Linked DNA regions of Hordeum vulgare: region 1 is linked to region 2. A link is a contact called in public Hi-C data. All regions are on one chromosome and are shown on one strand. Each heading gives the region's core, a stretch centred on a gene start, on an enhancer-like site or on the middle of the called end of the contact. The rest is flanking DNA. Distances are from core to core; before and after follow the strand shown. Region 1 has its middle 100 kb from the start of LOC123445479. Region 2 has its middle 25 kb from the start of LOC123445478.

Region 1 (7,265 bases), core at 4,499-6,998, 270 kb before region 2:
TGAGTAGTCCTCCTTACGTGCTAACCAAGCGTTCTTAACATCCTGATCAGCCGTAGCGGGTGGTTCATCTCCTAGCGCAGCATTAAGGACATAATCCTTCTTCCCAGCTTGTAAGATTAGCTTAAGATTACGAGCCCAGTCTACAAAGTTGCTTCCATCATCTTTCAACTTAGCTTTCTCTAGGAACGTATTAAAATTCAGGGTGACTGTCGCGTGAGCCATGATCTACAAACAAATATATTCAAAGTGGACTTAGACTATGTTCAAGATAATTAGAGTTTAACTTAATCAAATTAGTCGCCAAACTCCCACTCAAAAAGTACATCTCTCTAGTCATTTGAGTGGTTCATGATCCACTTACACTAGCTCAAGTCCGATCATCACGTGAGTTGAGTATAGTTTTAGTGGTAAGCATCCCTATGCTAATCATATCATCTATATGATTCATGATCGACCTTTCGGTCTCATGTGTTCCGAGGCCATGTCTGCACATGCTAGGCTCGTCAAGCTTAACCCGAGTGTTCCGAGTGCGCAACTGTTTTGCACCCGTTGTATGTGAACGTTGAGTCTATCACACCCGATCATCACGTGGTGTCTCGAAACGACAAACTGTAGCAACGGTGCACAGTCGGGGAGAACACAATTTTGTCTTGAAATTTTAGTGAGAGATCACCTCATAATGCTACCGTCGTTCTAAGCAAAATAAGGTGCATAAAAGGATTAACATCACATGCAATTCATAAGTGACATTATATGGCCATCATCACGTGCTTCTTGATCTCCATCACCAAAGCACCGGCACGATCTTCTTGTCACCGGCGCCACACCATGATCTCCATCAACGTGTTGCCATCGAGGTTGTCGTGCTACTCATGCTATTACTACTAAAGCTACATCCTAGCAAAATAGTAAACGCATCTGTAAGCACAAACATTAGTCTAAAGACAACCCTATGGCTCCTGCCGTTTGCCGTACCATCGACGTGCAAGTCGATATTATCTATTACAACATGATCATCTCATACATCCAATATATCACATCACATCGTTGGCCATGTCACGTCACAATCATACCCTGCAAAAACAAGTTAGACGTCCTCTAATTTTGTTGTTGCATGTTTTACGTGGTGACCATGGGTATCTAGTAGGATCGCATCTTACTTACGCAAACACCACAACGGAGATATATGAGTTGCTATTTAACCTCATCCAAGGACCTCCTCGGTCAAATCCGATTCAACTAAAGTTGGAGAAACCGACACTTGCCAGTCATCTTTGAGCAACGGGGTTACTCGTAGCGATGAAACCAGTCTCTCGTAAGCGTACGAGTAATGTCGGTCCAAGCTGCTTCAATCCAACAATACTGCGGAATCAAGAAAAGACTAAGGAGGGCAGCAAAACGCACATCACCGCCCACAAAAACTTTTGTGTTCTACTCGAGAAGACATCTACGCATGAACCTAGCTCATGATGCCACTGTTGGGGAACGTCGCATGGGAAACAAAAAATTTCCTACGCGCACGAAGACCTATCATGGTGATGTCCATCTACGAGAGGGGATGAGTGATCTACGTACCCTTGTAGACCGTACAGCAGAAGCATTAGTGAACGCGGTTGATGTAGTGGAACGTCCTCACGTCCCTCGATCCGCCCCGCGAACAATCCCGCGATCAGTCCCACGATCTAGTACCGAACGGACGGCACCTCCGCGTTTAGCACACGTACAGCTCGACGATGATCTCGCCCTTCTTGATCCAGCAAGAGAGACGGAGAGGTAGAAGAGTTCTCCGGCAGCGTGACGGCGCTCCGGAGGTTGGTGATGATCTCGTCTCAGCAGGGCTCCGCCCGAGCTCCGCAGAAACGCGATCTAGAGGAAAAACCGTGGAGGTATGTGGTCGGGCTGCCGTGGAAAAGCCGTCACAAATCAGCCCTAAAACCTCCGTATATATAGGTGGGAGAGGGGGGCCTTGCCTTGGGGCTCAAGGAGCCCCAAGGGGGTCGGCCGAGCCAAGGGGGGGAGGTCTCCCCCCCAAACCGAGTTGGACTTGGTTTGGTGGGTGGGAGTCCTTCCTTCCTTTCCCACCTCCTCCTTTTTTTTCTTTCTCTTTGATTTTTCCTTCCAATGCGCATAGGGCCCTTTTGGGCTGTCCCACCAGCCCACTAAGGGCTGGTGCGCCACCCTCAAGGCCAATGGGCTTCCCCGGGGTGGGTTGCCCCCTCCCGGTGAACTCCCGGAACCCATTCGTCATTCCCGGTAACTCCGAAAACCTTCCGGTAATCAAATGAGGTCATCCTATATATCAATCTTCGTTTCCGGACCATTCCGGAAACCCTCGTGACGTCCGTGATCTCATCCGGGACTCCGAACAACATTCGGTAACCAACCATATAACTCAAATACGCATAAAACAACGTCGAACCTTAAGTGTGCAGACCCTGCGGGTTCGAGAACTATGTAGACATGACCCGAGAAACTCCTCGGTCAATATCCAATAGCGGGACCTGGATGCCCATATTGGATCCTACATATTCTATGAAGAACTTATCGTTTGAACCTCAGTGTCAAGGATTCATATAATCCCGTATGTCATTCCCTTTGTCCTTCGGTATGTTACTTGCCCGAGATTCGATCGTCAGTATCCGCATACCTATTTCAATCTCGTTTACCGGCAAGTATCTTTACTCGTTCCGTAATACAAGATCACGCAACTTACACTAAGTCACATTGCTTGCAAGGCTTGTGTGTGATGTTGTATTACCGAGTGGGCCCCGACATACCTCTCCGTCACACGGAGTGACAAATCCCAGTCTTGATCCATACTAACTCAACTAACACCTTCGGAGATACCTGTAGAGCATCTTTATAGTCACCCAGTTACGTTGCGACGTTTGATACACACAAAGTATTCCTCCGGTGTCAGTGAGTTATATGATCTCATGGTCATGGGAACAAATACTTGACACGCAGAAAACAGTAGCAACAAAATGACACGATCAACATGCTACGTCTATTAGTTTGGGTCTATTCCATCACGTGATTCTCCTAATGACGTGATCCAGTTATCAAGCAACAACACCTTGTTCATAATCAGAAGACACTGACTATCTTGGATCAACTGGCTAGCCAACTAGAGGCTTGCTAGGGATAGTGTTTTGTCTATATATCCACACATGTAAATGAGTCTTCATTCAATACAATTATAGCATGGATAATAAACGATTATCTTGATACAGGAATTATAATAATAACTATATTTATTATTGCCTCTAGGGCATAATTCCAACAATTTTATGCTAAAATTTTACACGCATACACATGACATCCTTCCTTACTTGCATATTTGTTTTCAGATTTTTTTTTGAAACCAAAAAGTTTGAATTTTTAATTTTTCAAAAATTTCGCCCACCGTGGAGCTCGGCTCCAAACGCCCATTCTCCATTTCAAGAGCATATGTACGCTATCTATAGTTTATATGAAGGCCAGAAATATCACGTGTCTTACAAGTGTTGATTCCTTCCTTCCGATGGTCTCAGTAGCATGTTTAATTATATATTACTTTTATACAATATTATACAAGTAAATACATCCGTAATAGAGGAAACTGGATCTCTTGGGTTCAGGTGCTACCTTTGAAAGCAAGAATTTGATAGCCATTATGAAGATAGCCCATGAAAAGGTTCTCGATATGTTAGGTCAATTTGAATTATCAGTATAGAAATCTTGTAATAAAATAGCTTGACATGTATTTTCATCAAGCTATAAGAGGAAAACATATGGATGATAATGAACAGAACCATACACGACCTAACATGACTCTAAAGAGCAGATATTAAAAATCAGGTGAAAAAATGAAGGCCTCTGTTGTTTGCAATAATTAATTGATTATTAGCATGAGATTTTGAAAACATTCACTCACCTCTAGAAGGACATAGAAGATAGATAAACTATATCAGTATTTTGGTGTGCCTTTCAAGCAGCTTCAGTGCTACAAAAGATATGTCATGGTAGCAATCTGCTACCATAATAATCTCCCTGTCGAAAATAAGTACTGCGTTCCTATTTAATCAAATAATGGGCACACGTTTTTGTAATAGAAATATAGCACAACCTCATTGACTGCCCCTAGTAGTCCATATTCTACTGATGTTACAACTTACAAGCACGAATTCCACTTTGTCTGGCAAAAAAACACCACTCAACAATTAAAAGAACATAATGACCAATATTGTGTTTAAATGGGCTACAGTGACCGCAGTTCATTTTTTTAAATAATTACACGAACATTATCTTAAATAAGTTAATATATTTGTATGTATAATATTTTTTATGTACTCTTACAAAATACTATGAAAAAAAAACATGTGACAGGTCATTTAAGGCATATGTTTGTGCTTGTCTATAGGTCATTACGGATAGAAATCCCATTTATACAACAAGTGATACATGATGTGGTAGCTACCCTGTTCGTGCTGGCATTTAAGGTCGCGTGTTCGAACCTGGGCAGTCCTTAATTTTGCGTCCTCATTTCCCTTTGTTTGTATTGTGCCCTGACGGGTGGGACCCAATTGACATAGTCACGTTTCAGCGTTTTTTAAGAAAAAATTGAGAGGCTTTCTATGAGAAAAAGTAAAATAGCACGATGCTTTTCGCAAAAAGTAGGCCACACGGCCCTCCCCGCCTTCCGATCACTAACATTAGGTCCCATGCCATGTTGGCATTCCTTGTCAACACTTTATATGTATACAAAATGTGATTAGCATCTTAGATGCACGATCAAATCATTTTTTATCACTGATTCAATGTATGTTGCAAGTTTTAGCATTAAACTGTTTTTTTGTCAAGTTCAAACGCCTGTGGTGTAATTGAGTCTAAAAAGACACTGAAACAACCCAGTCTAAGACACATGCATGGCAGGGTGAGAAAAACAAAAATGCTAGACATATAAAAAGTTACATAAGGTTACATGCTGACTATGATTCTTTCTTTCTAAGTAACCACTCCCCCTCTGATTTTTAAGGGGGGTGGGGCCCTCATTCTTCTGAATCTCCAATCAAAATCCACCTCTTTGTAAAATCCATATAATGTGTAGCATTGCTGCGAGAAAAAGGGCCTACAGCCGACGCAGACAAGGAGCACATCACAAACAACGACCGTGGCATGTGCAAAAAGACTAGCAACGGAAAAACGGATTTCGCTGGAGCTAGCGTGGAGCACAAATATTAGATCATGTGGTAGGATGTTAGATATGACATAATTAATTTTCATCTAAATGTGAATTAGTAAATCCGAACAAACATATATGAAGTCCCGAAAGTCCACCCCACGCCGGACGCCACGTTCTCTCCTAGGTCGCCTTGCGCCCAAAGCTCGGCTCCCCGGAGACAAAGACAAGAGGCAAACCACACCGCATCACGTTGCCCTGCTGCTTTCCCCGTAGTTTTTGGTTGATCGCCTGGCGCTGGCCCTTGTTTGTTGCTACCCTGGATGATGGATACAGTGCGTCCAAACCGGATAGGCTCCGTAGTCGCTAGCTCCTGGATCGCGTTCTGCTGGGTTCGGAAACGGTCGAACGAGACCAAAAGCGTCGGCCTCGTGACGGAGACACGAGCTAGCAGGTGGCGCCGGTGACGGAATTCAAGGCCGCGCGCAGCTGCCTTCGATGCGTCCAAGCACAAAACCTTGCTCCGCGACAAGGCGTGGTGGCTGTTGTCCGCTTGTTCCCACACCCCTTTCTCATGTCCCGATCCCTATCTATCTGCGTCCCCATGGATGCACCTTTGCAAGGTTGCTACCATGCCACGGGCCGTGCTTTCTCCCTCGATCTCTGTCGTGTTTGTTCGTACGCTTCTTTCGTCCTCTTTCATTGCAAGCGATGAGTCCAAATTTAATTGTTTTGGATGCTCTTGGAGCTGTTTCTGTCACGAGTTAAAAGCCGGTCCCGTCTGCTCCCCATCACCCGTATATATGCACTTAACTTGAAGTGCACCTGTGGCAAACTGCCAAAAGGAACCCAAATCATTATTGACCGTACACACCAGCACTATGGTATCTAGCAGGACTTAGGCTACGAGCCGTTGCTGCACTATGGTATGCACTATGCAGTGCAGCAGCAACAAAAACAAAATGTGGTTTTTCTCTCGAATTCTTGATCAACTTGCGTTCCAAGTCCCCTCCTTTCTCGTCATGTAGCAATGCTTAAAGAAACAGGGTCGCTATAACGTCTATACGTGTGATGGTAGCAAGAATATTCCACATGTTTAATGATTATAGATTGCGTCACGTCAATACATGCATGCATAAGTGGCAAAACTGATGATGTTAAAAGGAATCTTTTGTATTTTTAGTTTTTTTAAGTGTTTTATCTTTTAAATAAAAAATCATATTGAAAAACCGTTTTCATCTTCAAATCAGTCGTGACGAGATCTTTGAAACTAGATCTGATATTGATATGTTTCGACGACTTATTTTTGGTTTAAAAATTGTCATGTCTATTGCACATAAATTTTCATCATGATTACACTAAAGTTGCCATGATATATTTCAATTACTTTTTTTATGTTTAAAATAAACTTTGACGTGTTATAAAACAGGAAATTAACAAACTAAACTTGTCATAATGAATTACTAAAATTTGGCATGATCCATGAAATAATTGTGACATGGTTCATAAGTAAAAAAGAAATATGTTGCCAGTAATTTTAAAAATGCATGATCACTCGCTCAAATTTGCCATGAACCCTAAACTAAAACTGCCATGGTGAATTACTTAAATTTGCCATGATACATGCACTAAAATTTGCCATTGTACATACAAAAAAATGTTTTTCATGTTCAAAATACTAGATTTGTTATGGTCAAAATACAAAAAATTTCATGGTAAATTACTTAAATTTGCCATGATACATGCACTAAAATTTGCCGTGGTACTTACAAAAAAATGTTTTTCATGTTCAAAATACTAGATTTGTTATGGACAAAATACTAAAATTGTCATGGTAAACTCGATTTGCCATGATGATTTACCAAAAGTAACCATGATCCATGAATTAAATGTGTCGTGATTAATTACTAAAATTTGCCATGACCAATTAATAAAAATTGTCGTGAAAAGTAGTTGAAATACAATGGTAACTTGAAATCTATAAAAAACGAGATGAAATATGTCGTGGCAATTTTATTGAAAACCCTATGACAACTTCAGTATAAACATGTGGCAACTTGTAGCCCCTAAAAAAGTCATCAAAACCTATTAATATGGGATTTAC
Region 2 (7,439 bases), core at 3,412-5,911:
ATTTCCTATGATTTTTCTATTCATGTAATTTTTCCAGCCTATAAATCATAGGAGGCCTAAACCTAGGGCCAAAATTTATGGATCAAACCTACGGAACTTAATACTTAGCTAAGCTTTCACTAATCCATCCTCTGAATTTTGTCGTGGGGTTTGGTGCAACCTAACCAAATGATTTGGTAATAAACTCTTCATAAGCAATTGATGTAGTCTAGAACATTTTAATCATGTACACTTGACGATAGACTAGAAGCCACGATCCCGATATTTCTAAGACCCTATACTTTAGAGATATCAAACATTTAGGTATAGATGCATTGATATATGCACTATGTTGTTGCGACTGCCTTAAATTAATCAGTGAAAGCAAACACTTTTATGTGTGTTTACTTTTGTGATTTACCGATGGACATCACGATTATAACATAAAACTGACTATGATTATATTTGGGATTATTATCACCTAGTATATTATATTGAGTATGTTATCAACAAAAGAGATAACAAAGGTTATGCTAATATTAAAGTTAAGTAACAAATAAATATAAAATTTTAGTATAAATCTACCCCTATGCGTGAGGCGAAGATACCCCGCATACGACAAACATGCTGGATTTCCACTCGGTCGGTGGTTGTTTACTTGTTTGTCTGCCCGCATCCAACAGCTGCTCAAAAAATAAGAAGAAGCAGGGCCAAGAACGTCCCGTCTCTTGACGCCGCTCCATTCCCCCAGGCCTTTTATCGCCCACCGGCACGTCATCATCCACCCATAACAATGACAATAGTAATTTCAATCCAGTTATGTGCCCTCTTTGCTTTTGTCGCATCCCTTCCGTACTGTCACATAGTCGCGGTTTCTCTGTCATACTCACATTTGTTGTGTTGATCGTCTCCTCATCATGATGGTTAATCTGCACAGATAGTGAGCCTAGTTACTTCCTCGCATAAAACACACAAGATAAAGTTGTCCAGGCGTTAGCTCAGCTTCTTGTTCTTGTAGTATTCGACACCACAGCAGTAGCACTCACATTCATTTGGAGGAGTGATTGGAGCAGCCGGCAGCTCACGAGGCATCCAGCTTCTCGAGGGCGCGCCGGGGAGGGCCGCTGCAGCTTCGATCCACCATGGGAGTCGCGTAAGAAGAACCACACCGGGAACCGGATGCCTTCATCACCATGATCGGCTACTCCCTAGGACATGCACGACGGCAGGGCAGACGGACGCTCGATTCATCCGTCTGAGACCTCTTCTACTACAGATGCTCTAAGTAATTAGGCTCCACGCAAATCCACATGCCTTGAACAAGAGCAGCTCACAGGTCTCGTCCAGCTCCGCATCAGAGACGCCGGCCTACGTCAAGGACTCCTCTATGTCCTCCCACTCTTCGGCACCTATTGAATTGCCAGCGCAGCCATCGCCGGCATCATACAACCTCTCCTCCATCCTCCATACATAGGTCTCAATAGTTTTCAAATGTTGTATGTCTTAAATAAAAAATCTAATTGAAAACTGTTTTCACCATTAAATCATCGCGGCGAGATCTTCGAAACTAGATCTCATATCGATATGTTTCGATGATTTTTTAAATTAAAAGTTGTCATGTCTATTGGATATAAATTGTCATGGTGTTTACACTGAAGTTGTCATCATATGTTTTAACTAATTTTTCTTCTACGTTTAAAGTAGATTTTCACATTTTATAAAACGGGGAATTAAGAAACTAGACTTGCCATGGTGAATTACTAAAATTTGTCATAATCCATGAAATAATTTCGATATGGATCATAATTAAAACAAATCCGTCGTAAATTTCTTTTAAGAATGCATGGTCAATGACTCAAATTTACCATGAACAATAAAGTAAAATTGACATGGCGAATTACTTAAAGTTACGAAGATACATGCACTAAAATATGCTATGGTACATACGAGAAATAATTTCCATGGTCGAAAAACTAGAATTGCCATGGTCAAAAATACCAAAAATGCCATGATCTATAAACTAAAGTTGACATGATCTATAAACTAAATTTTACATGATCTATAAACTAAATTTGCCATGATGAATTATTAAAAATTGACATGATCTATAAATTAAATTTGCCGTGGTTCATTATTAAAAGTTACCATGGTCAATTAATAAAATTTACCATAAAAATTAGTTAAAAATACAATGTTAGCTTTAAATCTAGAAGAAGAAAATTAGATGTAACATATAGGAACAACTTTAGTATAAACACTATAACAACTACACTGTAAACATCATGACTACTTTGACCCCAAAAAATATATTGATATGTGATCTAGTTTAGAATATCTCAACAAAACGGATTTAATGATGAAAAGAAAAAATTTAACAAGATTTTTTTATTTAAAAGATAAAACATTTTGTAGTTCTAAAGGCCAAAAAAAAAATTACACTATGCCATATGTTCAATGCGGCAAAATGAGTGAGAATGAAGATGTTTGGCCCATGTTGTTTCATGTCACACATATAACACTTATCATCTGAAAAACAAAATATGTCAAAGCCAACAGCTACGTGCATACGTTCGCGACTCGTCACGCTTCCGCTCTCGTTTCCGCGCGGAGAACACTCGGTTGTCTATTTTCGGAGTTTTTCTTGGATTCGGACTGGATTGTTGCCTGCGCATGCCGTCGGTTTTTCTCCGGTTTGACCACCGGGCCTGGCCGTTTGTGCCTATGTTCAGCTGCAGTGGTCGATCACTTGCGTTGATGATCAGGCCGTGAAGCCGTGATAGGTGGCACTAGAGTTTAATATAAGATCGTCGCGTTGCACGCGATAGCACGTCCATGTGATCGATCATGTGGTCTTGTTTTCTGGTCAGAAAGTAGTTTTTTACCCTGAAGTGTGCTCTAAACGTGGGGTGTCATCAACTTCCTTAACTTCACCTACATGAAATACAAACCCCCATGGCCCTGTCGTGATCGTACCATCCTCCCATCCGGCCCTGTCGTGACGCGTGTGACCAGTCGTGTCCGTAAAGTCCAACGTCCGTCCTTATACTATTCTCAGTGAGGTGCATATTCAACCCGATGCGTGTTCAACTGGTTATCAAATGGTTCTGCAGACGGAAACAAAAAGGAGATCAACAAATACATTTTAGTTAACAAATCTGATATTTTCTATGAGCAGAACAAACCTTAGTTTAACGCAAGCACATGTAAGATAACATCCTCCAACCAATCCTTGCGATTTTGTCTACGATATCCACACAATGGCTGCTATCGCACAAGCCAAACTTCGCTACCACGAGCCGACGTCGTGTGGGTCATGAGCCAATGATGATCAACCTGCCTAGCTAGTTGGAATGGCACATACACATAACTGCACACGATCAACCTCTTCTGGCGATATGCTTGTGATGCACCATCCTTTTCTGTGGGATTTCCAGTGAGAAAATGCGACACCTTGCGACCATAACAACACCCAAGCTAACTTGTCCAGCCATGCATCTGGTCAGAGCTGCACCTGCTTAAATTTATGTGACATTAGGACACGCGTGTGATCTGCGATAGACCAACTTAAAAGCTTATCGTGTTTGGTGCCATGATCGGCTACGAACCAAGCAGAAATATCCGTGGTAGATGGAGCTGCTTAACCGTTCGTGTGTCCTTATACGTGTGTGTCAAGTTTGTTGTGCGCGATGCGACCGGAACGGGCAGCAACACGGGAGATTGGTGGTGAGCAGGTGATCAAGGAGCAATTTGCAGATGTTCAGTCATCCATCCGTGGGCATATGCAAATACAATGATGGTAACTTACCGGTTAGACTCTGCATCAAGGGGGATTGATAGTCGGCGGTGGGACGATGTTGTATTGAACCAATATCAGAGTGAGCGATCGTCAAAGCTTAAACAACACCTTAGACAATATATGCATGTGTTGGCTAAAGTCTAGCTCGAGTGAGGTGACTGATTACAACGACCAGGTATTATTATCTTTTCGAAGCGAAACTTGTCCCTTGTGCAGGTGGCAGGCAACCAAAGCTGACCGTGTATTTCTCCTTGAGAAACAACTGTTTTTGTAAATTAATTTTCGTTTTGCGGCTACCGTGTTCCAACTCGAATAGCTCGGCATTTTCAGTAACTATTTGCTTAGGAAAATGCATCAGGAGTGGTATAAAAGTCATGCCAATCTGGAACACTACAAGTGCCCTATGATTCTGGTCTGGTAAAAAAATGTGACGGTGGCCCATGAAAGGAAACCAACAGATATGGGTGTCGTACGAGATGCATGAGAACGGTCGAACTAGCCTGTAGTATTAAAGTTGTGGTTACGTGTGATTCACCAGAGCGACGTAGACCTTTGTGTTGGATCATTGATATGTACTTATTGCTAGATGACGAAAAGAAGAGGGGACAGGGCGCGCAAGTTGATCAAGAAAACCGAGAAAAACACACTAGCGGTCGGATCGTAGCCGGATAAGCATTTTATTTTTAGCAGTGCGTACCACTTTTTGCTAAATACGGTGCTGGTGTGTGCGGCCAATAACGAATTCATTTTCCTCTTGGCAGTTTGCAACAAGTGCACTGCGCACAGGTGATGGATGGCACTGGCTCTTAACTCGTTACCAAACAGCTCCAAGAGCGTCCAAACCCATTTGAATTTGGACTCATCGATGGCTGCAACTTGTCCGGCTAAGCAAGAGGACGAAAGAAAGAAACAAGAGAGCGAGTCAGGGAGAGAGGCACCACCTGCTGGTGTCCCCGTCACGAGGCCGACAGTTTTTTGGTCTCGTTCGATCGTTGCCACCTGCGAGCAGGTCGATCGGCTTCTTTCCGAACCCAATAAAACGCCATCTAGAAGCCAGCGACCCGCGAGCCTATCCGATTTGGACGCACCCTGTTATGCATCCAACGAAAAACCACGGGCGAAACAACGGATTTGTGGTGATTTGCTTCGTGTCTTTTGCCTCCGGGGATGGGGAGGAAAGCAGGGGAGAGCGTGGAACGGGCTGGACTTTTGAGAGGTGATTTGCTTCGTGTCTTTTGTTTCTCTGCCCGTCCTCTCTCCTGGATGAGAGCGCCAAATGCCAAAGACAACCATATGGTGCTTGCTTCAGCTTGTATTCATCTCAGTTGGAGCTATGTGTGGCATGGCGTGGCGTGGTGGGATGGGATCATCTGTTTTCTTTTCTGTTTTGTGTTTGGCAACATGCGTCAAAGCGGCATGGGGTGCGATTCTTCTCTTTTCTCTACCTCCTCCCGTGCACGCTGCACCTACCTCTCTAGTCTCTAGAGGCGGCTATTCTCTGACAGTATTCTTTGAGAATAAATAAATGTGCTCTCTACGACTCGACGTAAGGTATACAGTTTTGTTGAGATTAAACTTTTTCTCCACTAAAACTAGCGGGAGCTGTGATGTTCAGATTGAACTGCCTGCATGTGTGCTATTGCTCACCTCGTTTTTTTTTTCTTAAGAAAAGAAGGTTAAGGCCCTGTTTCTTTAAAAAGTCCTATGACTTTTTTTAGTCCCAACTAAAAAGTCTCTAGTCCCTACCCGTTTCTTTCCAGGGACTAAACATGGACTAGGGATCATTAAATGACTTGCAAAAAGACCATATTACCCCTGACGGGAACTGCGACGGGAACTGCAGCGGCGGCGGCTGGGAAGGGCACGGGCGGCGGCGGCGGGGAAGAGAACGGGCGGGGCGGCTGGGAAGGGGAGAAGCGGCAGCGGCGGCGGGGAAGAGAACGGGCGGCGGCGGCTGGGAAGGGGAGAAGCAGTGGCGGCGGCGGGGAAGAGAAGGGGCGGCGGCGGCTGGGAAGGGGAGAAGCGGCGGCGGCGGCGGGGAAGAGAACGGGCGGCGGCGGCTGGGAAGGGGAGAAGCGGCGGCGGCGGGGAAAAGAACGGGCGGCGGCGGCGGCGGCTGGGAAGGGGAGAAGCGGCGGCGGCGGCGGGGAAGAGAACGGGCGGCGGCGGCTGGGAAGGGGAGAAGCGGCGGCGGCGGCGGGGAAGAGAACGGGCGGCGGCGGCTGGGAAGGGGAGAAGCGGCGGCGGCGGCGGGGAAGAGAAGGGGGGGAGCGAGCGGATGAGAGGAGCGAGCGGATGCGGCGCGGGGTACGGTGGGAAAAAGTCCCTCCTGGAGGGACTTCTTCAACTAGTCCCAAATGACCACTTTTAGTCCCTAAAAGTCCCTCCTGTTTCTTTCCCATGGGACTTTTAGGGACTTTTTTTAGTCCCTACACCAAAAAGTTCCTGGAAAGAAACACCCCCTAAACTAGTTTAACATGTCCCTGCATCAATCCATGAATACAATGATCTTTATTATTTATTTTATAAAGGTCTAACCAAAACAAAGTCATCACTCACACCCAAAGCATGTTTACATCTACAAACTTGATAACGTGGAGTTTTCTCACTCCCCACTATACCTCGGCATGGGCAGCCCGGCCCGGCCGGAAAATTCCGGGCCGGGCCGGGCCTATTTGTGCCATCGGGACGGAAAATTGAGCCTGATGGTCAGGTCGAGCCAGGCTTGAACCTATGGAAGAACAGAATTAAGCCGCGGTCGAGCCTAGTCGGGCTTTTTTGGTCTTGGGTCAGGTTTGGGCCCAACATCTAGGCCCGACGGTCGGGCCAGGCGAGTTCGGGCCTAGGTTTTCAGCACCGGGCTTTTTTTGGCCCGGCCCGAAGAATGCCCATGTATACTCCCCCACGTCGTTGATTCATCCATACAACGTATCGAAAGCAATAGCAGAAGTAGCAGATATAAAGTGTACATCATATGCACACGTTTTAGAAGCCGTCATCCAATCGAATCATTGCCTCATCTTGAGGAGAGAGATCCGCATCATCCTTGCCAATCCGGTCATTCGTCGATGCCACCATGACGTCCAACAGTGCCACCGCTCTGCGTTCGTCCATTCCAACGCGGAGACTCGGGAAAAAAACCTGTCGTGATTAGCACCTGCCGAACAGGCATGTCAGCGCGTAGCAACTGTCGGCCGGGCATGATTTGACATCTTGAGTGAGCTCCGTTCAAGATGAAGCCGTTCCACCTCATGCCTCTGTCTTGAAGCGCTGCTTCACAAACGATGTTTCCACGAGAGAAACGACACCATAGTGCCGCCATCATAGGGTTTCCTCCGGAGAGACACAAGCGGGTCGACGGTAGTTACACGATGATGCCTTCATCAACATAACGACCTGGAACGCCGCCATCACCTCTCTTCAGCTCGGTTTTCACCGGCAATTGTGTCTTCCCGACTCACATCCCGAACTAGATGACGGATCTCAAGATCCAAACACCCAGACTTAGGTCGACCACCTCCGACGGAGCAGATGACCACCACCACCGGTTGCACCGGCCAAATTAAATTTGACCGAAGATGACGCCGGACAGTCCATTAGACCCTCCAAGTCACCGCCAATCCGAAGCCAAAGGGTGCGCCACCATGGCATAGCCAGTCGTCGT

The links. Hi-C and Micro-C count contacts between places; a contact is called where the count stands out from the background.
Region 1: a Hi-C map of leaf shows a contact between it and region 2, with 5 times the contacts expected there. The contact joins two enhancer-like sites. A contact is called at or near these places in 3 of 6 Hi-C or Micro-C datasets (leaf and seedling).

What each region holds. Positions count from the first base shown.
Region 1 is chr3H:595,343,399-595,350,663 of MorexV3_pseudomolecules_assembly, reverse strand. No RefSeq gene overlaps it. Among protein-coding and RNA genes, the nearest start is that of LOC123445479, 100 kb to the right of the region's middle. Within about 2 kb of position 5,748, at least 3 of the 3 cell types and tissues checked have open chromatin away from gene starts, as enhancers often do. A contact at or near this core is called in leaf and seedling, where this site is marked.
Region 2 is chr3H:595,071,178-595,078,616 of MorexV3_pseudomolecules_assembly, reverse strand. No RefSeq gene overlaps it. Among protein-coding and RNA genes, the nearest start is that of LOC123445478, 25 kb to the right of the region's middle. Within about 2 kb of position 4,661, at least 3 of the 3 cell types and tissues checked have open chromatin away from gene starts, as enhancers often do. A contact at or near this core is called in leaf and seedling, where this site is marked.